Regions from separate parts of the Zea mays genome. Here region 1 is linked to region 2. A link is a contact called in public Hi-C data. All regions are on one chromosome and are shown on one strand. Each heading gives the region's core, a stretch centred on a gene start, on an enhancer-like site or on the middle of the called end of the contact. The rest is flanking DNA. Distances are from core to core; before and after follow the strand shown.

Region 1 (6,344 bases), core at 1,439-3,938, 560 kb before region 2:
CAAGTATGATCACGAAGGTACGACCTTCGTGATATTTTGTTTATGGCCTTCGTCCGAAGCTCATTAAATCCTTGGGGATATAATGCTTCCGCGGACGAAGGACATTAATATTTAATATTCTATGTTGCCTTGTTCTTAATTCATAGCATTTGAGAACAAGTCCCCAACAGTCGCGGTGGCGCTGCTTATGGGGGAGATCTGCTCTGGCTATAGTCTCTAGGACAATGTCGGTCCTCCTTCGTCCCTCTCGGATGAAGGACTGGAAGACTAGTTGGAGGGTTTTAACGAGGTGGGCAGCCATGTCGTGCTCAAGGTGTCGGCTCATGACGTCGTTCATGGTGTGTGTTGATTGCGTTGTATCGCATCTTGGCGTCGCTTCCCTAAAGTAGTAATAAAGTAATATTTTTCCCTAGTTTTTTGTGTCGTATGTCCCTTAGGTATTTTCTTCGTGATCTTTTCTGTGAGCCTTCCCTCCTTAAAAGCAAGAGAGGGGGCGTGAGAGCGACCTTGTTTGCGGACTTCCTTATTAGCCAACGCCTCCTTCCACTCATGGGTCAGGGTAGACCTCCTAGGGGATTTTTTGACGAAATGGTACAATCGCCCCACCCTTATCTCGGGGTTTCCTCTTATCCCTCTTCTATTTAATCCTTGGTGCGCCTTTCTAGGGCAGCGATCGCTTCCTCCGAGGCGCGAAGGCATTACAATCCCATGTCTTAGTTGTCCATCTCACTGCCCCCTTTGGGGTGGGCGATAGACAACCTCATGAGGGATTTGGACGCGTCGCACGTGGCTCTAAAGGCGGCTAATGCCGAAGTCCGACATCTTCAGTCATAGTTAGCGACTCTTAACGATTCAGGACAAGTAGTCTCTCATGGTTCGGTCTCTGGACTCCCAATCTCTTAGACTCCTGACTATCTGCAAAACCATTTGCAGCATTAGGGCTCGCAACGTCGAGCCTTTTCTTGTACGTAGATCAACCCATAAATTTGTTCGTGCACGAGGAGAAATCATGACTGTGCCTCCTTGGTATCCCGGACTGTGTTCGCGAGGTCGTGGAGTTTGGGGTTCACCGGGGCGCAGTAGTGGCTCTTGCCATTGCGCAACTACACTTCGGTGGCAACCTCTGTGATGCTATTGACCTGCCTAATCAATCGACGGTGGTGGACTTAGACTCCTAACAGGTGACTTTGATGTCGTCACGAACGCTGTACTCGGGGTAGTGTCGGTGGAGGAAATAATCCATGGTCTTTCGTAACTTCGCTCTGTGGCTCGACTATTTTCGCAACGTGCATGGTTTTAACACAGGCTCGACCCCAACCTTTACAACATATTCTAGACAGTTCATCTCATTTGACATGGATCTAACCATAATGAGGTGGACCGATGATTTTTTCACAAAAATGAACTCGTTCTAGAGGCTCGCCCGCTACCCTACTAATGCTAAGCAGATGACTAAAACCTAATTCCATCAGGTTATGGTAGCCCATAGACTAAAACCTAATTCAAGTGGTCTGGCAGGCCATCCCGTGTTGCAAACCAAACATACCATTAGTTTTCCCTGAAAACTATCGAGTAAAAATTGCATAAAGCAGGAGAAATATATTTATAAAATGTTTGTCATAAAAATTTTGATTTAAATATTTGGTATTTTGGATGAAATAATTTGTTTTAAAACTAATTACCTCTGACTAACCGTTAGAGCATCTCCAACATATTCTAATACTTCTAATTCAAATCCTTAATTTAAGATTTTTTTAAAAAACAGTCACCCAACAGTACCAGCTGTCCTATCTACTCACACACGAAAAAACACCTATGCCATGCGGAGATTTCTGTAGGTGCGTGTCCGTGGAACAACAACGATTCTGAGATAGTTCCATGTGGCAAGCTTCGCCAGTGAGCAACCATCTCCAAGGACACGCTGTACGTGGCCAAACTCGGGGCTCTCGTGCCGTGCTCGGCCGTCGGGTGGTCGATGGCGGGGTGGCACAACATTGTGGCTGTCGAGTGGTCGACGGCGGGGTGGCGGCCGTCGAGCACAACACGACGTTCAACATCGCCGTCGTTGTGTTCTACCTTGATTGCCGCCACACCAAAGTCGTTGACTCGAATAGTAACTGCACCAGTGCGTCCGTCGACATCTACGCCAACACCCATCAGTCCGCGGAGCCCTTGCACGGTTAGAAGAGCTGAACTCTGACAAGCCACGTGTTATCTTGGCAAAATAATTGGGAACGGTTAGAGAATGCAGTGTTTGCTAGGTTCAAAAACTTTCGAGGAGATGTCAATCTAAACATACTGGGAGGTTAAATATTAGGTACTCTTGTAAATGCTCTTATGTAACTAAAAATAAAGGAGTACCGATGGGAGTGAGTAGATGAATTAACAAGACCTCTATACTCCAGATCCTATTGGTTCTTAAAAACTTGACAATATTAGCTAAACTCTTGGACAAAAGTGTTCGCATCTCGTTTTCCCAATGGCTACCTATTACTAACTCGTCATTATATTTATTCATAGCTGAAAATTCACTTGAATAGAGGTAATACATAGATTTATGTCACATAACTATTTCTACACGATTCTTGTTTTCTTTCCTGAATAACTGTTAGGACTAGCCCTAAAACATCACAACATAACAGTACATTATATTGTAAAATACTGAAATAAAGGGTTAAAACATGTCATTTACAAGCCGTGTTTGATATGCCTTGACTTCCGCATCGTGTGAGTGCACTGGCTTCACATGAACGGCGACACGGCGTCGCCGCGCAGGCACAGAAGGAGGTCCCCTGCGGCTGCGGTCACTGTGCATGGTCGAATTTGCCCCTTTGCTCTCATCCCTGGCCTGCCAGGACAAGTCGAGACGAGACATCATCCCCTCTCTCCCCATCTCTCGACCCGACCTCCCTCGCCGTCTCTGCTGTGCCCTGCCCCTGTCCCTGCTCACCCAGCTGCGATCTCTCTCCCTCTCGCTGAATCCCTGAATTTCTCTCTCTCCGCCTCCGCCCCACCTCGGATCGGGTCCAAGCCGCGGAGCCCACTCCGCTGACCCAGCCCCCAGACCCCCAATCGAGCCCGACCGGAGCCCGTCGATTCCACCGGATTCGAGCTCCCGCCGGGTGAGGCGGTTCGCCCGAATCGACCGATTGGACTCGAATTCGGGTGTCCCGGATGCGCGCAGAGCGGAGGCTCGCGGATCTAGGGTTTCGGAGGGCCTAGGGTTAGTGCCGGCGATCTGGTGATGGTGGCGCGGCGCGGCGCCGGAGCTCGGCGAGGAAGAGGGTTCGACGGCGACGTTGGGGAAGATGCAGCGAGCCGGATATGCATGGGTGGCGCGGCGCTGAGGGTTGCGACGTCAGGAGGCAGCGTCTCGTTCGGCTCATGTGGCCAGCGGCACGCGTAGAGGCAGAAGCTCCACCACCACCTGCACAAGGACCAGCTACTTCTCCTTCTGGCTCATCTGTCCCCCCGTCTCGGACGACTTCTCTTCCGCCGGAATCGGCGGCGCAGCAGGAGTGCATCGATCCCCCTCGCCCAGTGTCACCCGGTTCCTTTGTAAAGGTGCGTCTTTGTTGGGTATTACTTGCTTGCTAAACTTTGTGGGTTTAGACTGACTGAGGTTGCTAACCCTTTTTCTCCCTGCTTGGACTTGTACAATACCTGCTATATGAAGCTTCTGCAGTAGTAGATAACTAGATTGCTCATGTGGCGGAGGCGTCGAGGTTTTTGGTCCAGTAAACTGTTGAGTTTGGATGTACTACTACGGACTGCAATCATGCTAATATGTAAATATTGGCATGGAGTTCTTTTTGCATCATTGCATCGAATTCTGTGAACAGGCTCTCTTTCAAATTGGCAATTTTGTTACGCCATATGAAAGGATCTTCTATTTAATTTTTCTCTGAAATGACGCCTTGCATCGAATTAATCCGGTGAATAACGTTCAAGGGTTAACAAATTACTTAGTTTCCTATTGCAGCTGTATTTTTACTTTATGCAAATGATGCAAGGCAGACCTTGCTTGTGCTGGACTGCTGGTGTTCATTTCAATAACACATTTGCCCGCTGCTTGTTTGATTGCTAACATAATGAGCACTGTGACTGTGAGGTTGTAATTGTTGAACTTGTACCTAACTAACAAGAGAATGGAACAAGATGCTGGTCATTGGATGACTTTTTAACAAGCTGTTTAATTTTCAGGACGGTCGTGAGATTAGAGTAGGCGATTGTGCTCTTTTTCGGGCTGTTGATGTTCCTCCGTTCATTGGATTGATACGTTGGATTGAGAAAAAGGAAGACGGCCATCCCAAATTACGTGTTAGTTGGCTTTATAGACCTACCGACGTGAAGCTTAACAAGGGTATACAACTCAGTGCTGCACCAAACGAGATCTTCTACTCTTTCCACCAGGACGAAGCATCTGCTGTTTCTCTACTGCATCCTTGCAAAGTTGCCTTTTTACGTAAAGGCGTTGAACTACCAGCTGGAATTTCTTCATTTGTATGTTGGCGTGTGTACGATATTGACAATAAGTGCTTATGGTGGCTTACTGACAAGGACTATATTAATGTAAGTTCATCATTTATTTCTTGTTTTGTACATTATTATCTATTATTCACATATGAAATTGAAAACCAGGAACGGCAGGAAGAAGTAAATCGACTTCTACACAGAACAAGGCTAGAAATGCGTGCCGCATTGCAATCAGGTGGACGCTCTCCAAAGCGTTTAAATGGTCCATCAGCTTCCCAGCAACTGAAGACTGCTTCAGTTGGTACGCAGAATGGTGGTTTATCTAAAGGAAAGAAGAGAGATAGAAGTGAACAGGGAGTTGATCCAGCTAAGCGGGATCGAGATCGTCTACTTAAGGTTGACGACAGTGAGCCTGGAATCTTTAACTTGGATGATATTAAGTCTGAAATAGCAAAGATAACAGAAAAAGATGGGCTTCCAAATGCTGAAGCAGTTGAAAAGCTTGTACATCTTATGCAGCTTGATCGAACTGAGCAGAAGATAGACCTTAGTGGTCGGGTTATACTTGCTGATGTTATTGCTGCTACAGAGAATCCTGATTGCCTCGGCAGATTTGTGCAATCAAGGGGCCTTCCCGTGTTGGACAGTTGGCTTCAAGAGGCCCACAAAGGGAAGTCTGGTGACGGGAGTAGTCCTAAAGAAGCAGATAAGCCTATTGACGAACTTCTCTTGGCCCTCCTTCGTGCATTAGCTAAATTGCCTATAAATCTCAGTGCATTGCAAAGTTGTAGCATTGGGAAATCTGTCAATCATCTGCGTAGCCATAAAAATCTGGAGATTCAGAAGAAAGCTAAGTGTCTTGTTGAGAACTGGAAGAAGCGTGTTGATGCTGAGATGAAGTCAAATGATGTGAAACCTTTAGTTTCAGGTCAATCTGTTTCCTGGTCAGGAAAAGCAGGTTTCCAAGAAATTTCAAATGCTGGAACCAAACGAGGTGGTTCAAGTGAGAACAGTCCAAAAAATCCAGTGCCCACTCTTTCATCATCAAAATTTTTGACTGATAAGCCTGGGGGCACAGATGCTGAAGCGAAGTTGAACCCTGGGGTATCTGCCTTGTCAAATTCACAACACGTGCAACCAACAAATGTTACTACCAATTTGAAGGACCAGCCCTGCAAATCAACTGGTGGGACTGGTCCTGAGCTGCCTACTGTAAAAGAGGAGAAAACCAGCAGTTCAAGCCAATCACCGAATAACAGCCAGTCAATATCTAGTGAGCCATCGAAGGATGCAAGAAGTTCAACTGCTGCTTCTGGTGGTGCTAGTAAAACTTCTGAAAGTTCTTCACGAAGCCATCGAAAGGCAAACAATGGTCTTGTTTCAGGGAACCTGAAGGAAGCTTCTGTAGGAAGATCTGTCTCCCTTGATCGATCATTGCTGCAGGATAAGTCATCTCAAACTGGAACAGCTTCTGAAAAAGGACCTGATATGCCACTTGATCATGGAAATAATCATAGATTGATTGTTCGCTTTCCAAATCCTGGTCGTAGTCCTGCTAGAAGTGCAAGTGCTGGATCGTTTGATGACCCATCTGTAACTGGGGGTAGAGCTTCATCTCCTATGGTTGTGGATAGGCATGATCAGACTGAGCGCAAGGTGAAAGGGAAGACTGAAAATACTCGGCCTCATTTAGCATCTGATGCTAACACAGAGTCTTGGCACAGCAACGACGGAGCTACTGGTTCAGAGGAAGGTGATAAATCGCCGTGTGCTATATTAGACGATGACAACAGCAGGACACCTGATGATTCTGTTAAGGATACACATGCATCACGAGTTGCATGCTCGTCACATACGAATGAAAAAGG
Region 2 (6,976 bases), core at 364-2,863:
CTTGCACAGTAACTGGTCCAAAACCATACAGATGAATAGGTTGACAAGATTCATGGCTATGAAGAAGAAGCGACTCAAGTGAAGAATCGCTAGGTGAGGATGGCTACTTCCTGGCAGGCTGTTTAGCGTTCGCCTGACCAGCGACACCCACTTCCTCGCGGGGCCATTGTCCTCGGCATCGAGGATGTTCCTGGCGTTCAACAGGACGATCTCTTGGAACCTGCATGCCGGCGCAACCGCAATGACTCAAGAATAAATTAGGGGGCTTTACCCGAGGATGTAGATGTAGGCCGGCGGCAGAGCCAGCCATCGAGGCTAAGCGAGCCTGGCGGCATGCGGCCACCTACATTCCATGTAGCAGTCTCCACCGGCGGCGGTCTCCTGAAACGCGGATCTAGGCATCGGGGGTGCAGTGCGGTCGGATCTGGGCGCCGCGGAGGGAGGGAGTGCGTGGGACGCTGGCCGCGGGGGAGGGAGAGCGCTAAGAGCATGGATTCGCGGGGGCTGGCGTGCGGGCGTGTGGGCGGCTTGGTAGCGGAGGTTTTCGCGGCAGCAGGCGTGCGGGCTTGAGGGCGTGCGAGGGTTGTTCACGGAGCTAGAGGACCGGCGGACGTTCCGCCGGCGGGGGAGGCGCGGGCGGCCGTGCGGGTGGGATTCGCGGCGGGGGAGGCGCTGGCGTGCGGGTGGGATGCTGGCTGGTTTCGCGGCGCCGGGATTCGCAGGCGGGGGCTTTCGCGGCGAGGGAGGCACGTGGATGCTGGCTGGTTTCGCAGCGAGGGATTCGCAGGTGGGTGGGAGGCGCGGGCTGGTTTCGCGGCGAGGGAGGCGTGGGGATGCTGGCTGGTTTCGCGGCGAGGGGATCGCAGGCGGGTGGGAGACGTGGGCTGGTTTCGCGGCGAGGGGATCGCAGGCGCCGCGGGGATGCTGGCTGGTTTCGCGGCGAGGGGATCGCAGGCGGGTGGGAGGCGCGAGCTGGTTTCGCGGCGAGGGAATCGCAGGCGGATGGGATCGCAGGGCGGGGCCAGTCTACACTGCCTCCTTAATAGTTAGTACAGATATATATCTCCTCCTGCTTCGCGTACTCGGGACGCTACGCTTTGTAAAAGTAACCTATACCTGTAAAGAAGCTTGCCGAGCGTTGGTATACCCTGACAATTGTACATGGTTGCGTTGCGTGTAGCATGTGTTGCGCGCCAAGAGGAGATTACCATTGATTAAGCCGAACGCGACCACGACCTCCATCGGCGGCCACAGCACAGCACAGCTGCCCCGCACCTCGTTTTATATTAGCACTAAGCCGAATCACAACAGATATTTATATAGACGGTTGGCTAGCACGCTGCCCGCCTGCGACGCTCGCTAAACACGTGAACACGGATGGACGGCCCCAGAGATCGCGTGCGCCGTCCCGCATTGCCCACCTGGGCCTCCTTATCTTTCATTGGCTTGTCCGCTGCGTGGGCCCACCGACCCATGAAGTGGAGGGCCTTTGCTGCTTCCAACCGCTGCACGTGGGCCACTCTCCTGACGGGGATGGAATCAACTCAACGGTCAGACAGAGCCGGCCACAAGCTACTATAGGCTATCTACCGATGCCCACATGCTGCTGTTTCTGCACGTGCGTGGAGTAATAAAAACGTGCAGCAAATTGCGATGCTCCATTCGAGCCATCTCAGTAGGAGTACATATATTGACGATTAGGCTAAGGAGGTATTTAAGAGGTCCGTGACATGACATGGTTGCGCTCCTAGCAAGCACCAAGCAGGTGTGTGCGTCATTTTCACGTGTAAAAATAGCACGCCCAGCGGACACCATGGCTACTCACTTCTCGCTGACAATCGGGTCCACTTTTGAAGGAGGCGGGCTACGAACCCTCCTGAATTGTAGGTCGGTGCTGTGGCCCCGTGGCGAAGGGATGTTGTTTCCCTTCCTGTATTTGTCCTCGCCTCGCCAACCGGACAGGAGGCGGGACAGGCGCCCAGCCTCTGTCACGGGCGTTTTCGCCGCATAATCCCACGGGTTCCGCGTTTCAACCCATTTCCTTCGCCTTTCCCCTTCGCCCTCCATTCTCCGCCCACCGTTTCCTCGGGTCTGCCACGCTACGCCACGCCCATGAACCTGTGGACGGACGACAACGCCTCCATGATGGAGGCCTTCATGGCCTCCGCCGACCTCCCCGCCTACCCCTGGGGGGCGCCGGCCGGGGGCGGCAACCCGCCGCCGCCGCAGATGCCGCCGGCGATGGCGATGGCGCCGGGGTTCAACCAGGACACGCTGCAGCAGCGGCTGCAGGCCATGATCGAGGGGTCCAGGGAGACCTGGACCTACGCCATCTTCTGGCAGTCCTCCCTGGACGCCGCCACCGGCGCGTCGCTGCTAGGCTGGGGCGACGGCTACTACAAGGGCTGCGACGACGACAAGCGCAGGCACCGCCCGCCGCTCACGCCCGCCGCGCAGGCCGAGCAGGAGCACCGCAAGCGCGTGCTCCGCGAGCTCAACTCCCTCATCTCCGGCGGCGCCTCCGCCGCGCCCGCGCCCGCGCCCGACGAGGCCGTCGAGGAGGAGGTCACCGACACCGAGTGGTTCTTCCTCGTCTCCATGACGCAGTCCTTCCTCAACGGCTCGGGCCTCCCCGGCCAGGCGCTCTTCGCGGGCCACCACACCTGGATCGCCGCCGGCCTCTCCTCCGCGCCGTGCGACCGCGCGCGCCAGGCCTACAACTTCGGCCTCCGCACCATGGTCTGCTTCCCCGTCGGCACGGGCGTGCTCGAGCTCGGCTCCACCGACGTCGTGTTCCAGACCGCCGAGACCATGGCCAAGATCCGCTCGCTCTTCGGGGGCGGGCCGGGGGGTGGCTCGTGGCCGCCCGTGCAGCCCCAGGCGGCGCCGCAGCAGCAGCACGCCGCCGAAGCCGACCAGGCGGCGGAGACGGACCCATCCGTGCTGTGGCTCGCCGACGCGCCGGTCGTGGACATCAAGGATTCCTACTCGCACCCGTCGGCGGCCGAGATCTCCGTCTCCAAACCGCCTCCGCCTCCGCCTCCGCCGCAGATTCACTTCGAGAACGGGAGCACGAGCACGCTCACGGAGAACCCCAGCCCCTCCGTGCACGCGCCGCCAGCCCCGCCGGCGCCACCGCAGCGGCAGCAGCAGAATCAGGGCCCGTTCCGCCGGGAGCTCAACTTCTCGGATTTCGCGTCCAATCCTTCCTTGGCGGCGGCCCCGCCGTTCTTCAAGCCCGAGTCCGGCGAGATCCTCAGCTTCGGCGTCGACAGCAACGCCCAGAGGAACCCGTCGCCGGCGCCTCCCGCCAGCCTCACCACCGCTCCCGGCAGCCTATTCTCGCAGTCGCAGCACACGGCGACCGCCGCGGCGAACGACGCGAAGAACAACAACAACAACAACAAGCGTTCGATGGAAGCCACCTCCCTGGCGAGCAACACCAACCACCACCCGGCGGCGGCGGCGAACGAGGGCATGCTGTCCTTCTCGTCGGCGCCGACCGCGCGGCCGTCGGCAGGCACGGGCGCGCCGGCCAAGTCGGAGTCCGACCACTCGGACCTGGACGCGTCCGTGCGCGAGGTGGAGAGCAGCCGCGTCGTGGCGCCGCCGCCGGAGGCGGAGAAGCGGCCGCGGAAGCGCGGGCGGAAGCCCGCGAACGGGCGCGAGGAGCCGCTGAACCACGTGGAGGCGGAGCGGCAGCGGCGGGAGAAGCTGAACCAGCGCTTCTACGCGCTGCGCGCCGTGGTGCCCAACGTGTCCAAGATGGACAAGGCGTCGCTGCTCGGCGACGCCATCTCCTACATCAACGAGCTCCGCGGCAAGCTGACGTCGCTGGAGTCGGACAGGGAGACGCTGCAGGCCCAGGTCGAGGCGCTCAAGAAGGAGCGCGACGCGCGGCCGCACCCGCACCCCGCTGCCGGGCTCGGCGGGCACGACGCCGGCGGGCCGCGCTGCCACGCGGTAGAGATCGACGCCAAGATCCTGGGGCTGGAGGCCATGATCCGCGTGCAGTGCCACAAGCGCAACCACCCGTCGGCGCGGCTGATGACGGCGCTCCGCGAGCTCGACCTGGACGTGTACCACGCCAGCGTCTCCGTCGTCAAGGACCTCATGATCCAGCAGGTCGCCGTCAAGATGGCCAGCCGCATGTACTCGCAGGACCAGCTCAGCGCCGCGCTCTACAGCCGCCTTGCGGAGCCCGGGTCTGTCATGGGCAGGTAATCAGGCAGGAGAGCTCATCAGCTCGCCTGTGCCTGCCGGATAGGGACGATACCGATACACTGCTACCCACCACGGGGACTGTCATCGCGGTCACCATGGTTACAAAACACACACACGCACGATAGGCCTTAGAGATTCAGGAGGTGGAGGACGGCGGCGACGATGATGATGCTGGTGTTGTTGAAAACTCTAGAAGGATGGATGGATGATGACACCTAGCTTCCGGCTGCTGTTCATCATCCTCTTGTGTTTTTGCTAGTAGCCTGGTAATTAGCAGGATTAAGCAGCCGTCAAGCGTCACCCCCGTTGTTGTTAATTAAGTACCTGTTGTTGTGAGCTGTGACGACGATGGATCGACCGATGTTTTAGCGTTGGTTGAATCCAAAGCTGTATATAGGATGTATGTATTATTACAGCAGGAATTCGCTTGCAACTGAAGAGTCCGTTTTTTTTATTCAAGTACAGCACGTGGTCTTTGTTTGGTTTTGGTGAAAACATTCGAGGGATCGATGTCGCTGTATCTTGACCGATGTTCTATGCATCTTTATTTGATGTGCGTTCCCATTAGCCATTTTGATGAGCTGAAAGCTGTGGGCGTGTCCTGTGTCACCTGTGACTGCGAGGGCGTGCGAGAATTTAACATGAGCGACAGTAGGATGTGCACATGACATGATGGAGACGCTATGGACAGGGGCGGCATGTGAGTTGGGTTTAGTTGGGTAAGCTTCGCCATCAAGCACGTGCGAGCACTAGGCATCAAGCGAGTTAGGCAAGCCGCAAGTGAAGGAGAAGCAGCTCGTTTTTTCCTCCTAAAAAAAGGTAGGAGCAAATTGCTTGCTTCTGAGTTTGCAGGAATATTCATTTTACTTTTTTGCTATTTTAGGACGGGGTATTAAATACGACTATCCAGCGACCATACAGGCTCCAGCCAACCTCTGCATGATGGTTGAGTTTCGGTACCGTTTGGTTCACATATTTGTAACGTAATGGGTAACGAATAACATTAAATCATGTTTGTTTTAGTTCAACCGTAATCCGATACCACACTAAAATTTGATACCAGCCTATTCAAATTTGTTACCGGCAGTAATCGAACCGAAACCATTACCATTACCATTTGCGTTACATTTTTTGAACCAAACAGCACCTTCTTTTGTGGCGATGGATGGGGAAAGGGCACAGCCGCACATGCATCTGTGTAATTTGCTTTCTTTTGGGATGTTGTTAGCTCTGAGTCGGCTGGACATGTTTCATGGAGGCGACGAGTGGCGTGCGGCTTTGCTTATCGCGCATGCGCATGTCACTTTAACTAACAGCAGACCGGGGCCGGCTGCAAAAACAGCTTTGCTATATGCTTCGCTTGCCTGCCCAGTCCGTCTCAATCTAATCCAATATCCATTTGCCGCGCACTGAAAGGATAAGAGTGGCTCCATTTTTGCTTGCAAGTATCGGCGAGTGCTGCGTCTCTAATCATTTATCTTGTTTGTAATACGGTAAGCAATATTGGGCAGTGAATTGAGGATAAGAGATCCGGAGTGATGTCCACATGCCTTTTTTTTGGCTCGATCTGCTTCTTTTAAAAACTTAAATCAAGAAATAATACAAAAATGACTCGACCCCATGTCCATGTGACTCCATTTAGTTCAACCCTCTTGTAAATTAAAAGCTAACATATACTAATAATGACATACTTCGAATGGAACACTAAACAATAAAGCTAGTTGAGCTTATCAATACAACAAGCACCAGTGGTCTAGTGGTAGAATAGTACCCTGCCACGGTACAGACCCGGGTTCGATTCCCGGCTGGTGCAGCAAAATTTTGTTTTTTTTATGCATCGTGTCACCGAGGCTGAGGGAGCATGTTATTTTTTGTGTGCTTTTCTTTTGTTACACGCAAAACTTTCATTACAGATGAAATAGCAAACTCTACCCACAAGTTGTGACGGACAGGCTATATGTGAAGCAGCAGGATTTTGTTTTTTTTGTATGTCACGCATCGTGTCACCGAGGCTGAGGGAGCATGTTATTTTTTGTGTGCTTTTCTTTTGTTACACGCAAAGGTGTCAGCAAACAACTTCATTACAAATGAAATAGCAAACTCTAACCAAAAGTAGTGACGGACAGGCTATATAAAACCTACACACACTCGGTGGTCATACACGACAATATGACTGTAAAAGGTTAACTGACACCAGAAAATGCTCATCAAACAAAGGCAAAAAAAACATTTATTTCTCTCGTCACAAGTAAGTCGTGTGATCCGAACAAGGGAGTGCATCAACCCAGTAATGAATGGATACAATATTCAGCTCGCGTATTCTATGGACATCTATGGTACCCAAAAAAAATCATATGCTTTACAAAAAAAAAACACACACACAAAACCGACCCCGACCCTTATGTAATGGAAAACTGTACAATGGTATGCTATGCTATGCTATGTACTGAAATGCGGGCAACTGATCAGCTGCTCATTGGTGGGAATGGAGACACGAGCTGTATTTGGTGACAGTAACAAGCCCACTCAAGGTGGCCTCACTCTACAAATCGTTACCATGGTGGTGCCTTCATGGTCATACTCCAAGGAGCAGAGATTAAGTGTTTCGTTTTCCACTACGAATGCTGATAATATTGCCGTCCACTAGGGTTTGCTGGAGCTGATGGTGGAGAGAGAGAAGAAGATGGCGGTGCGGCGAGGGCGTAAGTGAATCTTGACGAGCTCTCAATGAGCCCAGCAACTCCAGCAGCAG

Evidence for each region. A called contact is a pair of places that touch in the nucleus more often than the background predicts.
Region 1: a contact with region 2 is called in a Hi-C map of bundle sheath, with 2.1 times the contacts expected there. The contact joins the promoter of LOC103652964 here to the promoter of LOC103638892 in region 2. A contact is called at or near these places in 4 of 25 Hi-C or Micro-C datasets (bundle sheath, ear and leaf).

The regions. Positions count from the first base shown.
Region 1 is chr9:117,791,638-117,797,981 of Zm-B73-REFERENCE-NAM-5.0, reverse strand. It overlaps LOC103652964, which reads left to right and starts at 2,688. Exons shown (of 5, transcript XM_020544483.2): 1 at 2,688-3,564; 2 at 4,204-4,572; 3 at 4,642-6,344. The coding sequence starts at 3,325.
Region 2 is chr9:117,229,551-117,236,526 of Zm-B73-REFERENCE-NAM-5.0, reverse strand. LOC103638892 (transcription factor MYC2) reads left to right here and starts at 1,613. Exons shown (of 1, transcript XM_008661676.4): 1 at 1,613-4,705. The coding sequence starts at 2,113. The coding sequence ends at 4,224. It overlaps LOC103638891 (dnaJ homolog subfamily C GRV2), which reads right to left. Exons shown (of 22, transcript XM_008661674.4): 22 at 6,438-6,976. The coding sequence ends at 6,840. It overlaps TRNAG-GCC (transfer RNA glycine (anticodon GCC)), which reads left to right and starts at 5,967; the gene lies at 5,967-6,037.